Regions from separate parts of the Gossypium arboreum genome. Here region 2 is linked to region 1. Evidence: chromatin contacts called from public Hi-C data. All regions are on one chromosome and are shown on one strand. Each heading gives the region's core, a stretch centred on a gene start, on an enhancer-like site or on the middle of the called end of the contact. The rest is flanking DNA. Distances are from core to core; before and after follow the strand shown. Region 1 holds the start of LOC108465445. Region 2 holds the start of LOC108486488 (copper-transporting ATPase PAA2, chloroplastic).

What was found. Hi-C and Micro-C count contacts between places; a contact is called where the count stands out from the background.
Region 2: a contact with region 1 is called in a Hi-C map of leaf, with 2.6 times the contacts expected there. The contact joins the promoter of LOC108486488 here to the promoter of LOC108465445 in region 1. A contact is called at or near these places in 2 of 5 Hi-C or Micro-C datasets (both in leaf).

The regions. Positions count from the first base shown.
Region 1 is chr6:114,501,722-114,505,498 of ASM2569848v2, reverse strand. LOC108465445 reads right to left here and starts at 2,169. Exons shown (of 2, transcript XM_017765770.2): 1 at 1,871-2,169; 2 at 1-124. The coding sequence starts at 1,955.
Region 2 is chr6:115,004,185-115,007,961 of ASM2569848v2, reverse strand. LOC108486488 (copper-transporting ATPase PAA2, chloroplastic) reads right to left here and starts at 1,635. Exons shown (of 18, transcript XM_053029443.1): 1 at 739-1,635; 2 at 577-654. The coding sequence starts at 1,378.

The sequences.
Region 1 (3,777 bases), core at 920-3,419:
TTTATATATTGCAAAGCAATGCAGGCCAGGCCTGGGTTGTCTGCGAGGGATGATGACTTGTGTGCCGTTCTATTGGCATTAAGCACAGCCACCAACTCATCCGCTGGGTTATCGGTTAGTTTGGCTACAATTTGTATTCAACAGTTAGTGTTAAAGAATAATGATACAATCAGATCATAATGTGAAAGCACAAAAGACACAAACACAAAATTCGGACCATAAACAAGGAGTGCACTCGAGCATCTGACAGATGGAAGGAGTATATGCTTTGCATTCTTTCGAGCCATTATTTGTTTCATAAGAGTTGTACCATAGAAAAAGTGAAGTTAAGACGGATGGGGGCAACCCTTGGATTGTATGCTGAGGATCCTGACTAGAACAGCATATAGAATCAGGTGTAAATTATGCAAAACTTTCAAGGTATTGGGAAATTGAAAGAGAAGGGACCATTTGCAACATGAAGGTCATCAAAGATGTTTAGTTTGCCTCAATGAAGTTGAAGACTTTTTTTATTATGCCTCATAGAAGTGGGTAATGGTGAAATATTGGAAAAACAGCATAGCTTTCTCTTCTTGATGCATTGCTTAGTTTCAACATCTCGTGCTCACTTGGGCAATTCTCTCTCTGTTACTCGGAATACTCGTATTCAAAAATGTGTCAGATACAGGTCTTGGATAGTGATACTTAAAAGAACCGAAGAATCAAAGCAACATAGCTCTTTCTACAAGAGATGTTTATTCCTTATCATACATAAGCATGATTCATCTCATGATCAAAGATTTTCATCTGGGTTTATACCAGAGCTAGAACTTAGTATTCTAAAAACACCAATGTCCTGAATTCTTTGTTTACTACGAATTGAGATTTAGAAGCTTAAAGATACCAAATTATAAACGGATTTTTTTTCACATCCATAATAAAAACAAAAAGGTTAATAAAAAAAACACCTCAACAAACACATTTGGAAAACCATAAAACACCGCAATTAAACGATACTATCTTAAACAAGAAAGAAAAGTACAAGATCACATCTCACAACATAGACCAAATACTGTCCTTGATAAGATATACATTATAATCAAAACCAGTGGCTAAAGCCCATTTCTACAATTAATAATGTTAGCATAGATAAGCTTTCATGAATTTTATCCCTACCTATTTATCCCAAATCCTCTGCTAAGTAATGAAGCTTGGAAAAATCTCAATATAATGATGGGATGGAAATCTAAAATGCAAAAAGTAAATTTTCTTTCCTTTGTTTTCCTTGCTCTCACTAAATTAAAGCACTAAAAATAGAAACAAAATAAAAAAAACCAATCAATCAATTAAAAGACACAAATTTAATCACGAGATCCAGCGAAAACAAACAATAAAAACTCAAAAGAAAATCAAGTCAAATAAAAATAGACAATCATTGGAAAAAATTCTAGCCAACTTACCAAAAAACCAAACAACTATTCTCAAAATTCTTTCTACTCTTCCTCCATCTTCTACTATTCTCAGATTATTTTATAAAGAATTATTGCAGAAATTTTTATAATAATTATTTATAGAAATTGATTTTTTTGTACTCTATTCAAAGTTTAGTAAACTATTTTCGTTAATACAAAATGCAAATAGTCACATAGTTTCATTGTATTCTCAAATATTTTATTTTTTCTGTTTGATATTTTTTCTCACTAAAATTTCACATCAACAAGAAGCATTTAGAGAAAAAAAAATCCAAAAATTAAAATGCAAAAAAAAAACCGATATATTTCAATAGTTATGAAGCAGATCAATCAGTAGGCAGAACCAATACCCCAAATAGAAAACATAAAATGCATTGTTGCAAGTGATTAGTTTTCACCAGAAGGGGGACAGGACTTACTTTGAGTAAGGGCAGAAACAGAGAGGAAAAGAAAAGGAGACAAGAGAAGCCATAACGCCTCTGCCATTGCCATAGCCATTGCCATTGTTGTAATTTTGAGTTAACTGAGGAGATTAGAGACAGAAGAAACCAAGAGATGAAATAAGAGGGAAAATGGTGAGTAAAATGTCCGTTTCGTTTCTGTTGCTTTACAACTACGGCTAGTCTTTTTTTGGTCTTTAATTGCCGTTGCCGACAAGCCACCATCGGGGTTATCGGGTTTAACCCTTTGAATCTTTATTTCAAAAATGACCCAATACCACATTTGAACCAAAAAAAACCCGGATCTTTAATCAGGGTTAATTACAACAAACGTCCCCACACATGTATTAGTATCTTAAAAGTATAGGGTCATTTTCATTAGGCATCTATGACCAAATCTTAAATTGATCTCTCAACTTAAAAAATGTTTTAGTTTGGTCTCAAAATATCAATATCATATTAATCAATTTATTCAATCAGCTTAGGCATTAGTTTTAGTGTTAAATGCCACTCAAATATGATATGGAGCATATTTAAAACACATGGGTTAAATTATAAATATGTATATATATAATGCATAAATAACTTAAATTTAACTGTTGAAAAGAAACAATCTTTTTTTTTAGCTTTGCAACACTTAACACGTTAGATTCAATTTATTCAAAAAATAGGTACACGTGTTTACAATTAGATCCATACATTTTAAATATGCTCACATTGAATATGAATTAACATTTAATGCTTAAATTGATGGTTAAGCTTACAAAAGGATATGACTGATGCAATACTAATATTTTAAAGACCCAATTATAATATTTTAAAATTTAATGACCAATTTAAAATTTAGATGTTAATTTGGGACAATTGTAACTAATTATAGTTAAAGAAGTTTTATTTTTATTTGTCAACAAAGCTTAGTTGAAACGGTGAGACCTTCAAATTTTTTATGTTCTAAATTTAAATAATTCCACGTGTAAATACCATACAAGTTATCTTCCAGGCTAATTTTTTCAATATATGCTGAAACAAAAAACTTATTTGAGTATATGTGTTTTTTTTAATTTACCTATCTATATTGTTTTAAACGGAAAAGGACACTTTCAATCACGCCAGCTGAAATAGAATGTATTTATATTAAAATAAATCATTTATTTAACCAATAGTTAAATGTTAATGTTTTTGTCTTTAAGTCTTGGTTTGATTTTTCTTCTACTTACATTTTTATTTTTTATTTCATATTGTTTTATGGTTTTATTTTTTTAATTAATATTTTTGACACGTTAGTTCTTTTTATTAGATGATTAGATAATTGTAATTTCATTATTGAGTCCTAAGTTTAATTTTTCTTATAAACATTTTAATATATATTTTTATTTCATGTTGTTTCAATCTTTTATTATTTTAATTAATTTTTATAATTAATAAATATATTGTTTTTAACTTTTTTATTTTTAACTCATCTCTTTTTATTTATAAAATCAAATAATGAATATGTAATTATTTTTAAAAATACTAACTAATTTTTAGATATATTTTTTATATATAATATTTATATGTCAAATATTAATTTTCTCCACTTATATTTTGGGGTATGGTGATTTCTAATATTATAAAATCAAATAATTATTTCAAATATTATTGTTTTTCACCTACATTGTGGTTATGATATTTAAAATATTTTTATACGTGAAATATTTCAAATATTATTATGTTTATATGTGAAATATTTCAAGTACACATACAAAAATATATAATATGGCAATTTACTACACTCATGATATGGATTGAAAGATAAATATTACACATATAAAAATTATAGTTACTAAAACTAATGGTATTTGCAATAATTATTTGATTTTATAAATAAAAGAGTTATTAATTAAAGA
Region 2 (3,777 bases), core at 386-2,885, 500 kb before region 1:
CATTTAAATATAACTAATATTATTACACCCAAGATTTTACATTAAAAATATTTATAAAATATATCAATAAATTATTATCAGTGGAGTGACAAGGGTCTTTTATATGAATTTGTTGGTCTTGTGGTCAATTTGCAAATAATGTTTTTAGTTATTTTATTTGAATTTTATATAAGAGTATGAAAAGATGAAAACACTTTTAAAGTAATACTGATTACCCTTTAAAGTAAAGGTATTTTAGTAACTCACAGCCTGACACCAACTCAATCAGCCACTTTATATATACTATAGATAGATATTATGATTATTTTTCAAATTCATGAATTTGTGGAGGTATTTTTCACGGTGAATTTGAAATTTCTAAAGGCATTTGTGAATTTGACATGCAAGTTTCTATACATTTCAAATACATATCATATTAAATATTTAACTAATTTATAGTATGCAATTCATCCTGACAACTTATATAACAAACCAAATATAAATCCAAAATTTTCTAATTCATATATCCAAACATAGAATTTTTTACATGCCGCCTAAATGTTAATGCATGTGAAAATAAGGGATAAAACAACAAACCTCTTCCTGGACCCAACAAAGCCGTTAAAGCCAATCCTCCTTTGACATAAGAATTATGAAGGATTTCCAGAAACGATCCTGAATCAAACATAATTAAACCATAGGCGTCATTATCACATATCAAATTTAAATAAGAAATTGAATTGCATTAAATTAAATTACCATGGCCGAAATGAATCCCTAGGGAGTGCAAAATATGTGAAGCATGAGCTCCACAACAAAGCGCCACCAAAGTCCAAGCAAAAGCCACTCGATTCCTACTCTTCACCAACAATTCCTCTTTCTTCTTCAACATTTCCTGCCACTTCCTCATGTTCTCCGCGATTCCAGTCCCCGAAACCCTCATCTTAGCCATGAACCCGCACTCGCTCACCCTCTGAGCTATACTCTCCGCAACACTCTCCGCGGTTTCCCTCTCCATCACCTCCCGCTTCAACTTGATCGCCGCCGTCTCGGTCAACAAGTTGACCACTACTGATTCGACTCGCTCGTCGGAAGAGATAACCGATTTGACTCGGGACACACATCCGCCGCACATCATCCCGTTGACATCGAGGAGAACCGACGGGTCTTTAAGCTTCTGTCCTACCGGCTGTATAGATGATTCCTCCGACTCTAATCTAGTCTCCAGTGAACTGAACAAGACGAATCCAGGAGTTGACCGAGGCTGACAATGGAAACGACCGCGAGGGCATCGTTTTAGCAAGCCAAAGCGGTCAGCTTTGAGTTTCGCGCCATTACCGAGAGAGAGCTTTGGCCGATTTAATACAGTGAGTCTTAACAGATCCCCCGCCATTGCCATTGTTTGTTCGCATAAGGAGTTTTTTTTTTTCTTAGAAAAAAAAAAGGATGACCAAAGAAATGCACTGAGAAAGATTTGAAGACAATGATGTTGATCCTTGTTGAAAGTTGAAACGCAGAGGACCGTAGCTGAATTTCCTTTTAGAACATTATCCAATTATAATCCGCCATGTAATCTTGAAACTGTATCCGCACGTTTTTTTGTATGCTATCATTGAACTGAACTTCACCTAACCTTGTGGTCGAAATTCGACAACAGCAATTGAGATATTCAATTTACTTAAAATTCCAAAACGCTGCGTTTTAATCCATTACACTTGGGGCTAGGTCACCATTGTTAAAAATTGCTTTTCAAAACGATACGATTTGTTAATTTCAAATGTTGTTCACTGTTATTAAAAAATATATTTTTTAAATATGATATTGGAACTTAAAAATAAGTTAAATAGTATTTAAATAATTTAATAATTTAATATATAAAATATAAAATTTAAATAGTTTTAAAGCAATTAATATAAATTATTTGTAAACTTTAATTTAAACATATAAACTATATTAGAGAAATTTTTTTTATTAATTTACATGCTCATTGCTCTTGTTTTAGAATAATTTACATGTTCATTGCTAAATGCTAAGTTCAAGCTTAAAAATATATTTGAATGATATGGATTTATTTAGTTGTATATTATGTCACAATCAATTAAATTTCAATTTGTTGGGATGAAATAAATGAGGATATTTTGACAATTTTGCATTCACAAGTCAAAAGCCAAAAGCTTTATTTTTTTAGCTTTTGAGGTTGAGTCTAAAAGCTAGTAAAATGTAACGATTTGGTTTCTATTAGTATTAGAAAATGACGTTTCAGAATTTCGTTTTCGTAAACTAAATCTGTAATATTTAATAGAGATATTTGTAGAGTTATTGTATTGATTAATTGAAATTTAGTTAAGTGATTTAATTGAAATTGTGAGTAATTAAGGCTTAGGGACTAAATTGTAAAAGTCTAATTACTATATATTTTAATTAGAATAAGACTTGGAGACTTAAATTACAATTAACCAAAGGACTATAATAGAAAACATACCGATTTTAAATATATGTTAGTGGGCATTGATGGATGGCGTCATTTACTTAATTTAATTATTTATTAAGCTTAAATAATTAAGGTTAATTTAATTAAACTAGTTTAATTAAATTAAAACCATAGTATAAAATGCAATTAGAGGAAAGAGAGATGAGAGTTTCATCTTCTTCATCTCAACAAAAAAGAAACATAAAAGTAAAACACTATTTTTGCTAACTTTGAAGCTCTTGGCTAAATAAGTCCCTGGTCATTTTTTATTAATTTTTATAGATTTGAGGTCATAGGGGCTTGAACTAGCTAACACATGTATTAAATTGTGAAACTGTCAATGTTTTTAAAGTTTCCATAGTTGAGAAATTGATGAAATTTGTGAGAATTTGATAGAAATTAAGATTAGTTTAAAAAGGACTAAATTGTAAAGTTTAATTAATAGTTTGTACAATAGGGATCAAATTGAATAAAATGAAAAACTATTATGAAATCTTGGTAGGAATAGGAAATAGAAGGTCCCTAATGAAAATAGGTGAAATCGAATTTTAATTTGAGGGTTTAGATTGAAAGTTATGCTTGTCTCGGGTTTAGAGACTAAATAGAATAAATTGCAAAATATGTGTGACTTTGTATTTGGTTGTGATTTGAATTGGAATTTGATGTTTTGTACTGTTGGATTATTATTCGTAGCTAAAGACGACGCAGGGCCGTCAAAAGGGAAAAGAAATACGAGAGCCAACAACAAGTAACTTGAGTCTTCGGTTTGTATTTCTATTATTTGAATCATTTTAATTGTTTCATATTTATATTGTTTTGCATAGTATGATATTGAGATTGCTTGTTGAAATAGAGGACTAAATTAAACAGAACTGAAACTAGTGTAACTTGATAAAAATATGAAATTGGCCTTGAATTGGATTGAATCATGTTATGTTATGTAATGTAATGATGAATTGGATAATTAGTTACCCTATTAACTTGATGTCCACGAAACCAACTAAAAATACAACAAAGGTAAATGCACCTATCGATAAATAGTATAGCTACAGTGAGCAAATATTTCGTTCCCATAAGGACTAAAAGTACTAGTAATTACCGTCTTTCTATTATTTAACTGACAAATTGAAGTGATTGAATTAAACTAAAATTAACTAAATTAATTAACTAAGAACTCGGCAAAGAACAAATCGGGAAAATAATTGAATAATAACCAGGAAGCAAAACAATATCCATGAAAGAATCCACCTAAACTGCATTTGTCATTATCAATCTAAATTAAAAAATTTATTCACTTAATATCTTGATCCATAGAAATCCCTAAATTA